Linked DNA regions of Cricetulus griseus: region 1 is linked to region 2. Evidence: chromatin contacts called from public Hi-C data. All regions are on one chromosome and are shown on one strand. Each heading gives the region's core, a stretch centred on a gene start, on an enhancer-like site or on the middle of the called end of the contact. The rest is flanking DNA. Distances are from core to core; before and after follow the strand shown. Region 1 holds the start of Axin2 (axin-2). Region 2 overlaps Cep112 (centrosomal protein of 112 kDa).

Evidence for each region. Hi-C and Micro-C count contacts between places; a contact is called where the count stands out from the background.
Region 1: a Hi-C map of liver shows a contact between it and region 2, with 3 times the contacts expected there. The contact joins the promoter of Axin2 here to the enhancer-like site in region 2. A contact is called at or near these places in 4 of 8 Hi-C or Micro-C datasets (the CHK-Q cell line, the CHO-K1 cell line, fibroblasts and 1 more).

The regions. Positions count from the first base shown.
Region 1 is chr7:121,782,772-121,787,485 of CriGri-PICRH-1.0, forward strand. It overlaps Axin2 (axin-2), which reads left to right and starts at 2,593. Exons shown (of 11, transcript XM_027425832.2): 1 at 2,593-2,760.
Region 2 is chr7:121,368,701-121,373,033 of CriGri-PICRH-1.0, forward strand. All of the region lies in intron 4 of Cep112 (centrosomal protein of 112 kDa), which reads left to right. Among named protein-coding and RNA genes, the nearest start is that of Cep112, 19 kb to the left of the region's middle. Within about 2 kb of position 2,576, at least 1 of the 6 cell types and tissues checked has open chromatin away from gene starts, as enhancers often do.

The DNA of each region.
Region 1 (4,714 bases), core at 1,343-3,842, 410 kb after region 2:
TGCTGTGGAAGCCCAGCTCCCAGAGGAGTTGTTACTAAGAAGATCCAAACCACAAGGGACTCCCCAGGCTGCACTTCCGCTGCACCAACACTGGGATAATGCAGGAGCAGGAGAACTCCCCGGTTTAAAGGCAGCCTGTGATGATTGTGGGTGGCTGAGGGGCAGTGAGGGGTCAGTGGGGACAACTTGAGGAAAACCACCCATGAAGGCCTGGTTTCCACTTCCTTTTGGAAAGCCTCCTCTTTTCTGAACCTTGTTTTGATTTGGGGTGGCTTGATTTTTCTATGTCCCTTCCCCCATCCCCACAGTGTGTGTGTGTGTGTGTGTGTGTGTGTGTGTGTGTGTGTGTGTGTGTGTGTTACGTGAACATCCATGGCTGTTTGCATTGTAGCTGCTTTTATGGTATTTTTTTGCTTCTCTCTACACTACTCTTTCAGTAGCAACATCTCTGTGGCCTAAGGACCCCCCTGGGAAGCACAGTTTTGTTGGGGTTGATTAAGGAGGAGGTGTGCCTAGAGGTGGGTCCAGGGTTCCATAGACCATCTCAGAGCCAGATGCTGAGAGCAGCCAGGAGTCATCGACTCTCCAGGATTCTGGAAGGCAGAGACTCTACAGCCACCCAGTTTCCTCATGCCTAGTAGCTATCTCAATATGCAGATGCATCATGGGAACATGCTTTCTCTGGTCTTTCTGGGAAGGACCACATTTCACAGTCTGTACTGCTGGCTTGACCAGGTTGGCTCCTGGTTGCAAGGACCATGGACACAGAGGGCCTCATTCCTAGGCTATTGAGTTTAGAGGCTTGAGCTGTGAGGGTTCTCTTGTCCCTTGCCACAGCTCCAGTTCCTTCTCCAGTAGAACATGCCTGACATGCCTCTTTCCCTTTAGACCTGTTTCAAAGTTCCAAAAAGCCGCATGATTGTCCTTCATTCATTTTTAAGTTAAACAAGAAAGAGCAAAAACAGCAGTATAAAAGTCCAGGACTCTGCCTTTCACTTCTTTCCTCTTTTGGGATTACTTTTCTGTGGGTTTTGCTGTTGTCATTGTTATTGTTGTTTTGGGACAGTCTTAGGTAGCCTAGGCTGACTTCAAATTTATTATGTTGGTCTTGGAATTCTCATTCTATTGGTTCTATCTTTGGGGTAACAGTCACTTGTCATCAACTCTGGTTTGTATGGTAGGGGGAGGGGGTGTAAGTGGGGGGGGTGGAACCCAGGACTTTTAGAGCTGTGTGCATTCAAGGTAAGAACTATACCAGGCTACATCCTCAACTCCATTTCCCCCTACAAGAATGAAAAGTAGTGGGGCCTTGGTGGCGCAGGCCTTTAATCCCAGCATTCAGGAGGCAGAGGCAGAGGCAGACGGATCTCTGTGAGTTCAAGGCCAGCCTGGTCTCCAGAGGGAGTGCCAGGATAGACTCCAAAGCTACACAGAGAAACCCTGTCTCGAAAAACCAAAAAAAAAAAAAAAAAAAAAAAAAAAGGAAAAGTTTATTAGCTCATCCATGAGGAAACATTCTGCAATAGATAAATAAATAAATGCTCTGGGCTTATCACATTTTTTTTTTTTTTTTGGAGACAGGGTTTCTCTGTGTAGCTTTGGAGGGCTTATCTCATTTTTAAAAAGTGTTGTGCCTTACAAACGTTTTGGGGAGAAGATGGGAAGGAATTCAAAGATGACAATGGGGTGAATTTCTATACTTTAATACTGCGTGTGTGTGTGTGTGTGTGTGTGTGTGTGTGTGTGTGTGTGTGTGTGATATTCCATGGCTGTTCAATATGTAACTTATGGGATGGTGGCAGGCTTTTGGAAGAGCGTGGTGGGTACGAATTTGTTGAGAGAAGTCCATGTGTGTACAAGGAAGGTTCTGACTGCCACTCAAGTTTGCAAATTGGGGAACTGACTGCAGGTAGGTCTGTGGAGACAACTTCACACCCCCACCTTCACACAAACACGATTGCAAATAGTCCACAAACTATTCCTATATTAATTCAAACAGATACTGGAGCACAAGTGCGTGCACACACACACACACATACACTCACACACACACACACACACACACACACACACACACACACACACACACGTGCCATGTCTTGCAGGTCCCAGTCAGAGTATGTCCGAAGACACTTGGCCAGCGGATCCTAGAGCTATAGCTCCTTCCAGAAGCCCCCACTCCCCCCAATCCAAATTCCCAGGGAAACTTGAATAAAGGTAGGAAAGTATTTGATGATGTTGTGGAGGGGGAGGGGTGACGACACTCTCTGCTTGCTTGCAGTTCTTGAGATGGCCAGAGAGCTACAAGGAACTGGCATTCCATAGCCCGAGAGCAGGGGGAGGAGGCAGGAGCAAAGAGGCCGGAGAACTTGAAAGATGAAATCAGAACTCAGGCCAAGAAAGCCCCGGGGCCGCCGGGAGCCGGCAGGGGACGACCAAGGACTGAGGAAGGGTTAACGCGGGAGCCGAGTGTGCGACGGGGGCCGGGCCGGGGCGGGGCAGAGCGGGCTCACGCTGTCCCTTTAAGGCGGGCGGCGCGGGCCGGCCCAGCGCCGCTGTGATTGGCGCGGCGGGATCACTGGCTCCCTGAGCCCGGCCCGGGGGAGTCGGCTGGAGCCGGCTGTGCTTTGATAAGGTCCTGGCAACTCAGTAACGGCCCGAGAACCGGGAAATAAAAATAAGCCCCCGATCGCGATGGATTCCGGGGCCACCCGGAGGCCGAGGCGACCGCCTCCCCAACGGAGAGCTCTGCTGTAAAAGGTGGGGTCGGAGGCTCTGTCCCGGAGCAACCGCTTCCAAGAAAGCTCGGCGCGGCCGGGGGCTGCTGGCAGCGGGGTACGGGGCTACGGGAGGGGGCGGGAGGGTGCAAGTGGAGGAAAGCAGAGGGGTGCAGGCTGCATGGCCCCCAGAGGGGCGCAGGAGCGCGCTGGGCTGGCCCGGGTGCGGCTCGCGTACCTCCCTTCCAGGACCGTGCGCTCGGCTCGCGCCTTTGAAGTGCACAGTTAAATCCACAGCGCAGTTTTTGTTGGAAGCGCCTGGAGGACATTTGGTGCGCCTAGTGACTGCTGGAAACAGGACCTGGGTTGAAAGCCGGCCGGGCGGGGGCCGGAGGGGCCGCGGCGGGGGCGGAGGCCCACTCGGATCTTTTGCATAAAAGGGGCAGCGGGGCGCACGCTCCCCTCCCCGGCGGCGCGGAGCTTGCTCTCGCCTCGGGATCGTTGTTTTCTGCGCACCCCCTCCTCCGCCTCCGCGAGATTCCCCATGTTCCCCATGCCCGGGCGGGCCCGGGGGGGGCCCGGGGCTGCCTCTGCGAGTCCAGCGGGGGACCCGGGCCGGGGACCTGCCCGCGGCGCCTGCGAGGTCTCGACGAGGAGTGCGCCAGCGGATCAATGGTGAGTGCGGAGGCCGCGGCGGTCCGGCGGCCCGCGCGCTTTGATGTGCGGGGCGGCGCTTTGAAGTTGGCAGGCCGGCTATTTCGGGGCGCGCTCCGGGCCGGCGCGGAGGGGAAGCTGCGGGCTCGGCGCCCAGCGCTCCGGGGGGTTTGGCCGGGCGGCCCTGCGCGCGCGATGCTCCGGAGTCCCCTCCCCAGAGCGGGGCCCGGGGTGTCAGGGGGCCAGTCCGGGAAGACTTCTCCAAGTGGTGTCGGGGTCGGAGGCGGAGACGGGCAGCTCGCCCTCGGGGGTCGAGTCGCCGCGGGTGTGGATGAGTCGGGGTGTGCGTGTGCACGCGAGTGCCTTCGGAAGGTGGGATGAAAGGGTGGTGGCGCCCCCCGGTTGCCCTCCCCACCCCTCCCCCGCCCCTTCCCACTTCTCAACCCTCTAGTCTCCCCCTCCCAACCGCGGGTCCGCGCCTAGGTGCCCGGAGCGCTGGCGGTGGCTCAGTCTGAGCGCCGGACCGGCGGGAGTCCGGGGCACTCGCGTCCCCCGCGTTCCTCCTCGCCGCCCCTTTTGCGGAGAGGCCGAGACTCCGCGCGTCGCCATTTCTGGACTAGGCGGCTGCTTTCCGTGCCTTTCTGCGGGAACCTCTGAGAGGCTTGACGCCTGGGAGTGACCCCCTTCCCGAGCTCCTGGTGGACTGCGCACCGGGACTCTGGAGGCGTTCCTTTGCAGTTGGGCCGGGGAGGGACGGGACCGGAGGGGCTCAGAGGAGATGAGAGCCCGGCCTTGGCGGCCTTCATCTTCCAGGTAACGGCGTCGCACCACCTCCTCGGGGCCCGGGTGTGCGGCATTACCCGCGGCCCCGCCACTTCGCGGGCTTGTGCTCAGCCTGGCGGCTGGAGGTCCAGGACTGGGGCGAGGTGCATCCATCCAGACCCGGGGTCTCGAGCAGCTGGCCTGGCGTTCCTCTCGGTCCCCCCGGCCCGCCCCTGCCCTCCTTAGTTTGATCCTTCCCTGGCTAGGGAGAGCAGCTTGTTTATTGGTTAGATAAGACTTCTTTTCTTTTGGAGAAAGAATGACTTGGGATCAGTGGAGTTTGGGATTCTTGGCACAGGCTGTAGTAGCGTGAGACGCCTTCTGATCCGGTTTTGTTGGGTTCGCGGCTCCAAGAGGTGGATTGGGGGGGCCGGGGGCGGCGGGTCTCGGGGTTTCTCTTCTCTCTTTCAAAGTTTGAAGATCAAAGCCTCTTACATAGTGAACTGGTTTCTGCTTTGGGAAAGCGAAGACAAGAGGTGTAGACTGAGCCGCGTTCTTGGTGGAGAGTCTTGAGTGTAGGC
Region 2 (4,333 bases), core at 1,326-3,825:
ACACATCAAAAATAATTTGTCTTTTTTAATTCACTGTATTAGCTACCTTTTATTTTTTCATTGCTGGAACAAAAATATTTGAGAAAAGCAATTTAAGGAGGGAGGGCTTGTTTTAGGTCACAGTTTGAGGGAATAGAGTCCATCATTTCAGGGAAGGCATGGTAACAGGAACTTATGTGCCTGGGCACATTGTGTCTGCAGTCAGGAAGCAGAGAGAGATGAATGCTGGTATCCAGCTGGCTTCCCACTTTCTTCTTTTTTACTCAGCTCAGCACCCTAGCCCATTTGATGTACTGCCCACATTCCAAGCTTCTTTGGAAATTGTGTGTGTGTGTGTGTTTCAAGACAGGATTACTCTGAAACAGTCCTGACTGTCATGGAAATCACTCTGTAGACAAGGTTGGCCTTGAACTCACAGAGATCGCCTCCCTCTGTTTCCCAAGTGCTGGGATTAAAAGTGTGTGTCACCATGCCTGGTGGAAATATTTTTAAAGATATGATCAGAAGTGTATCTCCTGTATGATTTCAAATCTCAACCATCTATCAATGAAAATTAACCATCACCATTATCTATAATCAAATAAATTTTAATGAAAAATAGTTACTCAATTACAAGATATTAGTTATTGATTAAATGATAAGCAATGGGAAAAACTGACTGTCTGATGGTTCTCATCAATCCTATCCATCTTCCAGATCCACAACCTCACAAAAGTCTGACTTCTAAGTCCATTCAGGTGACCCTGTTACTTCTTCCTATAGATCTCCATGTTTCTCTGTTGCACTTATGACATCTGCAAATATTTAATGTCTGACTTTTCTGTAAGATCCCAATTTCATGAAGTAGGGATGGTACTTTTCATATTTACAACTTATTTTCAGTTCCTCGTAGCAGATGCAAGCATGTTAGAAATTTCATTAAGTCATTGTATTCAGTTGAGTTAATGTGTGCTTTAATGAAGATTATTAGTCACTGATACATATTTAATTTACTATATGTAAAGACCTTCTAAGGTAGGTGTATTATGGCAGAGATAATAGTTCAAAAGAATTTTTAAAAATTGAACTTTTAGAGACTGTAGAGGGAAGGATAGGCTTTATAAAATGGTGGAGGAAACATGGCTGTACACTATAGAGGTGGCTGTACACACTGTGAGGCATGACACTGAAGGAGCTGGCAAGGACAAGCCTAAAGGTATTTCTGTTCAGGTTGGTGACACACGGCTGGTGGTCAGTCAGGGTCATAAAGCCTTCTCAGGGTATTTCATACTCCTTTAATAATTATGGCTTGATTTGTTTTAAAAATTAAATTTTGTTTGAGCTTTAATCCACATGTGTACTACTTAACAGATATTTGTCATTTTACATTCATGGAGACATTGAAAAGGTAAAACTAACATTTATTTTAGCTGAAGTTACAGAGATTGATTTGAAGGCCAACTCCACATGTGGTCAGCTCACCATGGCACTGAGTAGCCCACCAAAGCCAGCTTTCACTCTTCTGTCTCTGAGTGGTCCATACTGTGCTAACGAAGAAGTTGGTATCTGTTAATGTTGACCTACTACATCTAATAACTTCTGTAAGAATTGTTTTAAAAAGTTTAAGAGGCTTATAATATTTGACACATGTATGTTTTTATAGTGAATAATTTATTGTTACTTAGAACTGAAGTTTAATGCTGCCTCATAAATTTTACAGCCACTTCAACTTGTCCTTTGAAAAACCTCTTTAATCTTAAAAGATTTTCCCCCTTAGTGTTTCTTTTTTGATCACTTTATAAAACCCTGCTTTACTTAGACCTTTTTGTATGTGAAGCATTTCTAATGGCATTTTAGATGATGCTGTTTGTGCCCTAGCCTTTTTATATTATTAAAGATGCGGAGTCCTTTTGAAGGCTTTTGTTGGGATCCCTATTCAGGGGAGATGACACCTTCCCTTTACCTTTGTTCCTTTGTAGGCTGGAAACAGCCTCGCTTCATTCTCCCTGGAAGTATTATGAGGCCATATTCTAGCCCTTATTATCATGCTTCCTTTTTGTCCCCCAAATATGCATCATGCATTAGTGTACTTAGCATTTTATACCAAAAACTCCAGTGCCAGTAACTGCTGAGATTCTTTGCTTTCTTTTTGCATATCCCTTGGTTTACATTCACACTATTACCCATGTTTTCTTTTAGAAGACCCACTGATCCAAATTTCGTTACTATTTCAATTAAAATTCTACCATTACATTTTTGTGTTTAGTATCTGGCTTTTTTCTTGACAAAGAAACATTGTAGTTGTATTTGACTTTAGTTGGTTATGACTTTATAAAACCTTTCTAAGGAGATCATAGCCATCAAGGACTGATAATCATCTTGTTTTTATGATCGGTTGTCTTTCAGGTAGCCCCCGGAACCCAATTTCTGATATTCCTTCCATAATTTCCTCCCCATGAAAAAGGGCAGGGCCTGTGACTTGTCTCTAACCAATAGGGTATGGCAGTGGTGAGCTCACTCCTGTGATAGCGTTGTGTTGCATTCAGCACATCTTACTCTAGGTCTTGCTGCCACGCCCTTTGTTGACTTTGAGGAAGTAGTTTCCATGATTCATGTGGGCACAGGGAACTAGATGTTGATCATGGGGGAAGGAAGTGGACCTGTCTATAGTTGAGGATATGAAAACACAGATCATCAAATCACGTTGTAGTCTTACTGAGTAGCAAGCCAAGGACCTAGCTCAGCTGTGCTTAGACTTCCATAGAACTATGGGAACATATGTGCATATTATTTAAAACTCCTCAGTTACTGATGGCGTTATGTAACCAAACATGATGAATGCTGACTTTTTCTTAATGTAGAAAACTTAATAGTTGCCGAAGCCTCAGTGTAGAGGGTGCAAAATGAAGGGTCAAGATTTTGTATGTTCTTTATTTCCTTCTTTCCTTATGAGTGGTAATCACATCAACAATTTGGTATATATTATTCATTAATAGGTACCTAACATCTATGCCCATGTGAATAAGAAATTATGAAATGTATATGTACCGCTTTATAACTCATTTTTTTTTACTTATTCTCAAAACCATTGCCATGTACATTTTTAAAAATACACTTTTAAAAACTGTCTCTACTGTCTTCCATTCTTTGTTATTATTGTAAAGAATGCTTTGGTTCACACACTAATGCCTAGATCATTGTGTATCTTATATTAAATATACCAGGGATTTGTTTTAATCAAGTATGATAAGATGATGGGGAGACAACTACCTTTTAATGAACAGATGTCATTCAGATACTAAGAGGAAGTGCCATATCCTGCAGGGTCACATGGGGAAGCCCATGTTTTGCTCAGGAGGCAGAGGAGCAAAGGGGAACAAGGTGAAAGCACCCCTTAAAAACTGTAATGGTGGGAAGTGGTTAGGTGGGGACCTACTAGTAGGTGTGAAAAGGAAAGCATGGATCTTAGAGTAGTGGTTGGGAGTTTAAATATGATTTCCATGAGATAATATGGAGGTAAACAACTTTGCCCAGGGCTTAAAGATACCAGCCTATCAGTTATAGTATCAAGAATAGACTTACACACTTGTATGTTTTAGACTATGTGTGGATTCCTAGGAGGTGAATTGCTCTATTGGTGGGGTCATTAGTTTATGTAATAGCTTGTACAATAGTATAAATAGTGTATTTGGGCTATCTTGGGAAAATATGTAAAAAGGTGTAGTGAATTATATTTGTATATAGAAGTGTTTTAAAGAGGTGATGTGTGTGTGTGTGTGTGTGTGTGTGTGTGTGTGTGTGTGTGTGCGCGCGCATGCGCACATGCGTGCGAGAGAGTGTGTGTATAAAATTACTAGGTATCACCTTTAGTGAGTGGCACTTGCCTGAAGTATAGAGATAATAGCATTCTTTTTTTGTATACATGTTTGTTATATTTAGAAACCGCACATTTTTATTTCTGTAGGTACAGTCAAATTGCCTTCTAAAATACCAAACTTTTATTAAGATGTTTGGACACAGACAATTTTAATATTAGTGCTAGAATTAATAAATTTAACTATGTAACAAACATGCCTGTAGCTGTAGCAAGTCTGTACGTAGATTTAAACATAAGGAGAATTTCCTTATGCGTAAACATTGCAAATTTTGTGAATTCCACTTGTTTTCTAGTTTGTTAGAGCAAGAAAGTCAATTGAGGGCATTTGTGCCGTTTGTTCTAAGTTACCTGGTCTGATCCTTCTGTAAGCCTGGGAGGTTGACAGCATTGCTCCATTGTATTTGTGGAGGTGGTAGCAGCCTCAGCAGGCTCACATGGCATTCCCAGCAGTGTGTCTGGTACTGGAATGCAGGTTCC